Linked DNA regions of Mus musculus: region 2 is linked to region 1. The links are chromatin contacts, called in public promoter capture Hi-C maps. All regions are on one chromosome and are shown on one strand. Each heading gives the region's core, a stretch centred on a gene start, on an enhancer-like site or on the middle of the called end of the contact. The rest is flanking DNA. Distances are from core to core; before and after follow the strand shown. Region 1 overlaps Gm16619 (predicted gene, 16619). Region 2 has its middle 30 kb from the start of Gm6936.

Region 1 (4,917 bases), core at 1,557-4,056:
CTCTAGATCTTTACACTGGAGATTTTTAAAGTCAAAACTGCACAGAGTGGTTCGGTTGCTGCACCCCACGGAGAAGTTCAGAAAGTAAAAGGTAGGGGTGTAGCCTTAGGCTGTAAGGAGGACGAGAGTGACGGGTGTCCACCCACACGAACTGTTCTGTGAAGTTATGAATCATAGTGTACTCAACTCCTAATTTTCACCCAGGAAGGGAAAACGACTGAGCACTGTTGAAATGTTTTGTTCCAATGTTTCTCCCAGAGAGGGTCCTCATAATGCCTTCTGGGGGAATGTGTGCTCTAATTGGCATAATTAAATTATTGCCATAGAACTGACGTGGTGTGGTTCCTGCAGTGGCTCCTTTCCATCAGGAAACAGTTCTTAAAAAAAAAAACAATATCCATTCGAGTATCCAGTCACATGGCAATCTGTTTATTCCATTCTTCTCCCTCATGAGGAGGGGCATGCTCAACAGATTTGAATCACCTTACTGGAGAAATTAGTTGAAAAGTATAAAAGGCCAGCCTGCTGATAGTTTCTTTCTTAGCCCACACCTAATAAAAGGTTGAAGTGACTTTTTTTTTTCCTTTTAAATTGGCAGATTATTTACTCCGGTTTGAGTTACAATGTTGCTAAAGTCTTTTTTCTTTTTTTTAAGTTTAAAACTGTTCACAGTAACCTAAAATTCAGCACCCCTTTCTCTCATTTCGTAACAAAGGACAAGGGAATGGTCATGCAGCCTTGAAGTGTCACAGTGAGGAAGAGTGTGGAGAAACAGAAGACTGGTACTGTGCTAAGTGCAAAACACCTTGACAGATCCAGTAGTGTATGTTAGTTTCAAGGCCCCCCTCAAGTGCATGCCCATATTTGATGCTATTATAATCAGGGTGAAGGGGTGGCACAGGGAAGGAGTGTTTAGGCCACCAAGTCTTTTATGAATGAATTGATACTGTTATTGTGGAAGTGGGCTTTTGGTGAAAGAAAAGGTCCTTCTCCCTGTTCCTATTCTGGGTTTGCTGCTCCCTCACCCTCCTTGCCCTGTTATGACATAGCAGCTAGATGACAGAAGCTGCTCTTGGACCACTGAGCCATAGTTCCTATTGTTCATTAATTACCCAGCCTGCAGTATTATATTACAGAAGCCTAAAACTCATGAACGCATCATGGTCTCAAGCTTATACGTAGTGCACGTGAGTGAAAATGTGAAAGGAACAGGGAGAAAAGAGACAGATGGTCGATTAAGATGGCAGAAACGTGAGGATCCCCTCCCACCTTTTGTTTTCCATCAACACACTTACAATATTGCTTGTACAATAAACATGGCTCTAAAGAACTCGGTTAAATGCAAGGGGTAAGATATAATGACGCTAATAAGGTATAGGGTACAGGTCCCTTTCTGTTCAGGGTGGTTGGCGTGAGTCCCTAGCTCGCCAAGGTTCCAGGTGGGGAGAGAAAGCCGGGTTATAATCAGGAAACATTTTCTGTGTCAGCATTTCCAGCAAATCACTTGTAGAAATTTTTTAGAAGAAAGGGGCCTGATTCTCCAGCACTCCTGTAATTTGTCATGATATAATTTCTCATTCTAAGTAAATATTCAGTTTCATGTCTAGTTTCGTATTTGTAATTCTGCATCTTTTTTCTTAACGAGGGTTCCTATAATTGGTTCAGCATGGCGTCTCACAACATCTGAAGGTGCCTTTGGTTAGGTGGGTCATGGGAACACAGGCTATGCACGGTGAACTGAAAGGCTCGCACTGGCTCCCACTCCTCCCTTTTCCTAAGAATCTTGTCAATGCACTGGGCAAAATGCTGCTGCAGTCAGCGTTGACTTCCACGTCCCCTGATTACTCTGTCCTTGTAAGTGGCTTCTATTTCTTAAGTCACAAGAAAACCAGCTGGAAATACTGCTGTAGAAAGTCGGGGTAGAAAAGCAGAGTATCGTCATGGCCAGACACTCTGCCTTTACACTTGCCTCCACTTGAGAGATCTCTTAGCCTCACCTAAAAACCCTTGGTGCAGGCAATTCATAGAAAGATTTTCCTTTTCTGAAAAACTAGCCAGCTGCCGTTCCTGTTCATTTAAACACCAGGACTTTGTAGAACAATTACATTAGATGATAGTGGTGGAGGAAAGGAAAGAGAAAGGAACATTAGGGTGCTTTATTTGGCCTTTTTAACGGCCCCCTCCTAATTTCTTCTTGTGATGTGTGATATTTGATTTAACCTCAATAATGTTCAAGAAGGGTCTTATCATTTTTAATATCTAGAATTGCCAAGTCTAGCAGCAGAAAAGAGAAGGTAACCAGATATATTTGGATTTCAGATAAACATAAATAATTTTTAATATATGCATTCCCCAAATTGGAATTGACAAGACATATTGAAGTGCTGTGCGTGTTCCCAGGTCATTCTGTCATTCTCACAGTTTGGAGCGGATAAAACCAAAGGCCAGAGCTTTGTAAGAGACACAGATGGTACCCAACCCCAAGGCTTTGCCTTTTAAGCACTGTTTTTAAGGGCCCCCTTACTATATCGTGTGAAATTGTGTAATTTCTCCTCCATCCTTAGGTAAATGAGAAATTAATTGCCCCTTAGAAGAGACCTTCCCAAGTTTTCAAAACAACAAACTCAATGCTGGGAGAGTCCCCAGGAAACTGCATCTAAGAATTTCAACATTGCAGATCAGATTCCTGGGGGAGAAAGCAACAGGGACTCCGCTGGAGCAAGCACTGAGAACTTGTGGCATTCGGAGGAAGAAATTAGAACGGGGCTGAAAGCCTGGAGCTGTTGTCTTGCTCCTGGAAAGCAACTTCCGCTGTGGTCCTGATAGCAAGAGGGAAGGGAGGCTGGGGAGTACCCGACCTTCTCACCTGAGTGTCACTAGAGCCGGAGGCCAACTCACATTTCCCGTCACCTCTGGGGCTGCCGATTTACCTTCTCCTCCCATTCTACACACTGCTGAACTAATTGCCTGCCTAATTGCCAAAACTAATTGCTCTGACGTGCTTTGTTCATCTGCTCCAGTCTCTAGCTGGAGCTTGGGCAGACGGGCTCCCCTGAGGGAAGGATGATTCTTTTTTCTGGGAGACGGAGCTTCAGAACAATGGAGCAGGAACTGTTTTTCTTTTTCTTGTGGATGGAGACCAAGGAAGCTCCTTGCTCACTTCAGGAAGGACAATAGCTCTCAGCAGGGCGGGGCTGCTTCCTGAGTCAGTTAGGCAGCGCAGGCTTCCCAGGGTGTTTCTTTCTCTCCTTTAGAGTTTAGCTTAGAGCTGGTGATTAAAGTCCGGAGACCTAGAAAGGTTAACAGCTTTCCCAAGTCACAAACTCCTTCATGGCAGGGATGTATTCGTGGCTTGTCTTTCTCAATTCCCAGTCCAAGATTTCTATTGTTTTATTCTGTAATTGTTAGAATAATAATAATAACTCTTCTACATTTCCATGCAAACATTTATCAAGCCACTGTTGAGTAACATCTTCTTATTTGTAGTTTGAATTAGATTCATTCATACCCACTGAGTTGTTATGGTTACTAAGCCTTTTCTCTGTGTTATTTATGTCATATCATCTCAAAGGGGTATAAATGAATACTGTAAGTAAGGGGAAATGGAGGCAAAGGAATTTAACAACTTGGCATGTGTATGGGTTCTGATTTATGGACAAACTTGTGAGACCATTTAAGTGTTGAGACTGGAGCAACTCAAAATTAACCAAACAGATTGTGCAATATTGTATAAAGGCCAGATGCATATGTTGTCATGCCTCCATATTGCTGAGATAAGAATAAACAATTACAAGACCAACTTGCAATGAATTCGAGGTGTTATGAAGAATTTCTGTAATTTTCTGCTTAGTGGAAAACCCAGTGGGTTGGAGACATTAGCTGGGTGTATGGCCCTGGGGGAGGGGAGCAGGTGTTTCCCTGCCTCAGTTTCATCAATTCTGCGTGAGGACAATTAGGTTCCATGGTCTGAAGACCCTGCTGCACTGTTCTTCTTAGATGGAGCCTGTCCAAGGTAAAAGCACACAATGTCAGAGGCTCACACTAACCTTCAGGATAGCTCCCCAGTGGCTGTAAATGAGAGTCTTATTGTTTGATGAATGGTCTTCCCCTGCCCTGTAACAAGAATAATAAAAAGCAATGACACTATTGGGTGGAATAAGCATTTTCTCCTCCAGAGGAAACCTATGGACTACACAAATAGTAACTGTTTTGAAGCTCCAAAAACAAATTGTATAAATTGGATTTTGAAGGAAAAGAAAGTTATGATATGGGACAAAGATAGAGGTTTAAAAGTAAAGTAGAAAAAAAGGTTGATAATCTCATTGGCTAAAAAAAAGGATCTATTAAAGGGTAATTATGTGCACTAAGAAAGCACTATATCAAGTGGATTTATAAGGGAATGTTTGGGCACATTTAGAGGAGCGTGGAATGTGGGGGAGGGTATCTTTCTTTTCCTGCAGAGAGAGTTGTCTTTATGAAAACCAAAGGCTTTACAACATTTTTTTTGGGGGTCACTGATTGTCTTGTTAATTCTTTTGGCTGATTTCATAAAGCGTTCATGACCTTTTAACTTCCAAATCATTGGATGAACAAAGAAGCGTGGTAAGATACAGATAAAGATGACCGTGACTCCAGTAGGATGGATGTACAGCCTGTGGTGCTGGAGACTCTAGGATGGGAGGTGATGGAGGTCAGAGGCTGGGGTATTTTTCCTGATCTGTGACATTTGGCAAGTCTATGCCTTCTCCAGGTCTCAGTGTCTTTCTTCCTGCAAGAAATTATGGAACTGAACCCATCTGAAGCCCTAGGCTACATGTGCGTTTGTAATTGTACAATAGGATAATAATTTCTGATTAGAGGCTGTTAGTCCTTAAGGTCTTTAACACTGCAGCAAATGAATGGGGAAAAAAAAAAAAG
Region 2 (4,917 bases), core at 1,336-3,835, 210 kb before region 1:
TTAATTACAATTCTTTTTTCCCTGAGAGCTATCATATATGGATTTCAGTTTTCTACATATTAACAATTCTTAGTCTCTTTTTCTACTTATTATCAAAGTCCAAAATAGAAAGAAGGCCTAGGAGGGCATTTATGAAAATCTTCTGGGTTCCAGTTAGTAGTTTAAGTAAAGCCTTTCCTCAAATTTTCTTTTATGCTTAATAACCTGGAAAATATTGCTTTTGTTAACTGGATATTTTGTTTTTACCCAACCCAAGGTTCACGGATAATAGATCTTTGAAGAAGGAAACTATAATTGGTTACACATAACATTGGTTCTGTGAAAAGCATGTAGCTTTCTCTGTAATGACACAGAACCTCTGGGGAACCTCAGAGCCATTAACATAACCACCAATTATCATGATTTTGCTAACATGGAGAAGCATAGGTGGAAAGAGATCTGCTTGGTAAAATGGGAGACACCATGGAGTTGAGGGTGAAGACTGAACGGGATCACTGTTTTGAGGTACTTTAGGGAACGCTGCAGTTGCATAGTTTGATATGGATGTGACAGCAACTGGTAGGATTGGCATTGTCATCCCCAGTTATGAGATTCAGTGAGATTCCAGGGAAGGATTCAGTGAGATGCAATGATTTTCTCCAAATCTTAAGAAAAATCACAACAATTCTAAAGATAAGGCAAGCGCTCGCCCCATGCCATCTACTCTTGGCTACAGTCATATGCTTTAGTACTGAATATCTTTGCTAAGCTAAGGAAAGTCCTTAAGTTTTGAAGTCCTCCAAAATAGGGCAAGAGGGCTGGCGGGGGGGGGGGGGGGCGGGATATCTCACTACTAGAAAAGTTGTTCTGGTTTCTAATTCATATAATAATAAGAAAAGATGGGGGCGAGGGAGAGGAGCCCTGGCTCTAGATCTGTCTCCTCTAACACTTAGGGGACACTATCTATCATTTGCACTGGAAATGCCCCCTCTCCTAGGCACATGTTTTGTTCTCACCCAACAGTACTATTCTGAAGGCTTTACAGACCTTTACGAGGTGGGTCTTTGAAAGTCCTACCTACGCTTGATTCAGGCCTCTTCCTCTCTGCCTCTTGATCTGTCAAGAGGTAAGCAGCCCTGCTGCATGCTCGGGCTGCCATGGGCAGTGGAGCTCACTGCTATGCAGTCTGACAAAAATGGTTCTAAATCTCACTGAAACGATGAACCTCAGCAAACCCCTCCTTTCTTAAGGGACTTCTTGTTGGTGCATTGTCACTCTGACCACAAAGTAACTCAAGTGAAGGCCTTAGACCTTTAGCTTATACAGTTGCTACCCATATAAATGTTTTCTCTCCCTTTCCCAATAAAGAGAGTAATGGAAAGGATTATCTATGTATCTATCTATGTATCTATCTATGTATCTATCTATGTATCTATCTATGTATCTATCTATGTATCTATCTATCTATCTATCTATCTATCTATCTATCTATCTATCTATCTATCTACATATATATACACATATGTATACATATATATATCTCCTTTTGTGTACTGAGTTGCATTGAATGTACTGTATATGCCTAGAGTTGAGGTTTCTGGCCACTGTTTATGTTACCATCTCAACCTAATGCATTTCTAGGTCTGTACCAAATCCCTGTCAACAAATGCATTTTATGAAGACATAGCTTATAAGCTCTAGGTATGTATATTCCCAGGCTTATGTGAAACCTGAATCATTCAGGGAGCTGAGTGAAAGAAAACACGAAACTATGAATTCCTTCCTGAAGACCTGAAGAAGTACTATTTTTAAGAACTTGTATGACAATATTTCCCTTATGAAATCTTATCCAGTATTTGTCCTTGGCTGCTTAATTAATGGGGAGATAAAAGTGGCATGTAATCAGCTTATGAACGGAAGGAAGACATGGGCGTCTTAAATGATTGCAAAGATTGTTCTCTTAAGTGGGTTAAGGAACTCCTAGTTTCCTAGTGACCCTTTCCAGATTCTTAATTAACACAGTGTATCCTTCTTCATTGGGGAAAAAAAATCAGCAGAAGTGTTTGAAATACAGGCTTCGGTATATAAACCAAGGATGATTCACTGAGTCTACATTTTTTTTCTATACATTTTATCAAAGGAAGGAGCAAATTGGCTCAGTCTACATTGCTGGCAGCACCATCTTGAAGCAAAATGTTGGACAAGGTCTCCTGGCAAACAGTGGCCACTGCCCTTTTGCCCAGAAAAGGGGGTACTGTTGTACCAGCTGGAGCCCTATGCTGGCGGGCGGCAGTCTGCAGTGCTGCCTACTCATGCTAATGATCTCAGACCAATGCTGCTCTTACTGGGACGTGGGAGGAGAGCAGACCATGCCAAATTCTTGCACAAGGTCAAATGTTTCTGGAGAAAGAAAGCCAGGGTTAAATTAGCAGTCAGGCTGAGATGGGGGGTCACTGTGTGGTAGAATACAATCCAGTTCTGGTGAGTCTGCAAAGTCAATGGAGAGAGCAATAAAAAGTAATTACGAACGCATTTCTCAACTTGGAAAGCCAGCCACATCTCACACCAAGGCCAGATTCAGAGCCCTTCTGTTCCAAGGATGTTGGAGCAGGCTCAGGGACAGGAAGGGATTGTGTAAGCCAGCCGCTTCTCCCTGGCTTTGGAACCATGCACCCTGAAAGCAAAATGCATCTTGAAAGAGAAAAATGAAGGACATGTCTTTTTGAATTCCCCCTTTAATAGAAACATATTTTGTATCTACAATATACCCATGTTTTTAGGGCTGCTCACTAGTAAAAACAAAATCAGCATCAAAGCAAAGGAAGGGGAACCCTTTTAGGAAAATGTAAGCCATGGCAAACCTAAAATACCTCAGCTCTGCCCTGCTTACCAACATCAGGACCGCAGAGAAGCTGCTTGTGGGAGGGATGCATCCAAAGGGAGGAGGTGGAAAAAAAGAAGTCGTGGGAGGAAGAAGCGTTGATCTCTGGTGTCAGGGAGAAATTCGTGACAGAATTGACTGTTTTGGATTGACTATTTTGACAGTTGATTTTTTTACCTCCCCCCAGTCCCATCCCCGCAACTCCAGAATCATGACAGACAATTGCAGAACATCAAATTGATGAGTGAACACTTCATCAGATCTGGTTGCCTTAACAACTAAAATAGCCAAAATGTTAAGACAGTCAAACGGGATTGATTATTTTTTGATACAATCTGTGGGTGGTTGACCCAGGAATTCTCAGTCTAATCCCACCTATAAACAGAGGCTCTATCAGCAAGAAAGCAGGCATCAATCACCCGGATCCGTCCCATCCTCCAACGCCCCTGGAAGGCTGAGAAGCACCAGCAGCAGCAGCCTCTGGATGTCTCTAGGTGATGGGTGGCACAGGAAGCAGCCATCTGTGAGAGCTGGGATTCTGATCCCCGCAGCTTCTAGCAAGATAAGAGTCTGGCTTGGGTGGAAAAACAGATTGCCCCAAATCGTCGTCTAGAGGTGCTGAATCATGCATGAATGTCAGGGCATGATGCCAGCCATGGCAACTTTTCCTGAGGGCTTTATCTGGTATGAACCCAGAGAGTTCTGGGTTAGGATTTTTTTTTTCAAACTCACAGAGATAATTGTTGTGTCATACACCCAAAGGGAAATTAAATCTCGCTCGTAATTGGTATTTGCTGGCATCTTAAAGACAAGAGAAAGTTCACCTTAGATTCCTTAAGATCTTGAATTAAAACGTTTCCACTAGAGCCTGCTATAATGACACATGCCTGTAAATCCAAGAGGTCAGGTGACTGAGGTAGAAGGATTGCAAGTTTGAGGCTAGTCTGACTTACCTGGTGAGTTCAGGGGTCATTTCCAAGGTGGGTCCCTCTCTCAAAAATCTACAGAATCTTGAAAAATCCAAGTTTCACCAACATGCCAGATCTGCCAGCTGAGACCATGCCAGAGGCATCGTCTTAGCCTACTGGCTTCGGATTAGGTACAGAAGGCTTTTGGAGCTTCAGTCTTGTTTGTCTGTTTGCTTATTTGGGTCTCCCCCCCCCCTTTTCATTCTAAGTTATAAAAAAAATTAGTTAATAACTTGGCGGCAGTGGAGAATGTGTTAAAAAAAATAAGAATCAATGAAAAATGTGACTTGGTGAGAAACTGACAATAAGTAGGGTTCAGAACCCCACAGAGCATGCACAGCCCGATTTTTCCAATGCAGATTGCAGTAGGCACTGACCACAGAAACAGATATATTCCTAAGCCTTTATTATTGAACAAAGAATAATTCCTGAGTCTTCCCACTTTTAAAAAGATGCAGAAAAAAAAAAAACCCACACAACTCCATAACAATACAGTGTTAAGATAGAAAACAGCACCACTTTTGTTAGGGTGCCCAATTGCTTGAAATTTGGTTCAGGCTCAACTCCTAGAGGTCCTGAGACAGCCAGCTTGTAGCTCAACAGTAGCAGAGGTTGAAAAAAGTATTATAGAAATAAGGCACCCACCTGGAAATAGTAGTCTGCTAGAGGAATTATCGAAGATGTTGATATATTGATTTGGAGAGAAATGGCTTTGTGGATATGTTTGAATGTGGATTTAAATATAATATTCCACTTTCTTCTTAGAGCATTCCATCTCCTACGGTACTCTCAGTTTTCTGATTTTAATTGATCCTTTAGGAAAGGTTGACATTTACACTAGAATATGCAGGCGAATGCCCCGCCTTGCTGAACTGCCTTTTCTTTTGGGCTTGAATTGCTGGGGTCTGAGCTTGTTGTTTGGTTGTCTATTCGTTTGCTTTAAAAGAGTGATTGTTAAATAGAAATAAATAATTTTAAAAGAGTCTGTGACCTAAACACAGATAACTCTTTTTTTTTCCCAGCAAACTGTGTTTCCTGGGAATTTAAATCAGGAAATTCCTGAAGACTAAGGCAAAGCAAAGGCTGATG

What was found. Capture Hi-C pulls out chosen DNA fragments and counts their contacts.
Region 2: a promoter capture Hi-C map of adipose tissue shows a contact between it and region 1. The contact joins two enhancer-like sites. A contact is called at or near these places in 1 of 39 promoter capture datasets (liver), 2 of 115 datasets of contacts at active chromatin or transcription factors (embryonic stem cells and fibro-adipogenic progenitors) and 3 of 9 other capture datasets (adipose tissue, liver and pancreatic islet).

Annotation. Positions count from the first base shown.
Region 1 is chr16:49,802,275-49,807,191 of GRCm38.p6, reverse strand. It overlaps Gm16619 (predicted gene, 16619), which reads right to left. Exons shown (of 3, transcript NR_169118.1): 2 at 4,047-4,113; 3 at 2,312-3,395. Among named protein-coding and RNA genes, the nearest start is that of Gm16619, 4.2 kb to the right of the region's middle. Within about 2 kb of position 2,806, at least 89 of the 459 cell types and tissues checked have an H3K27ac peak or open chromatin away from gene starts, as enhancers often do. A contact at or near this core is called in adipose tissue, where this site is marked.
Region 2 is chr16:50,008,254-50,013,170 of GRCm38.p6, reverse strand. No RefSeq gene overlaps it. Among named protein-coding and RNA genes, the nearest start is that of Gm6936, 30 kb to the right of the region's middle. Within about 2 kb of position 2,585, at least 72 of the 459 cell types and tissues checked have an H3K27ac peak or open chromatin away from gene starts, as enhancers often do. A contact at or near this core is called in adipose tissue, where this site is marked.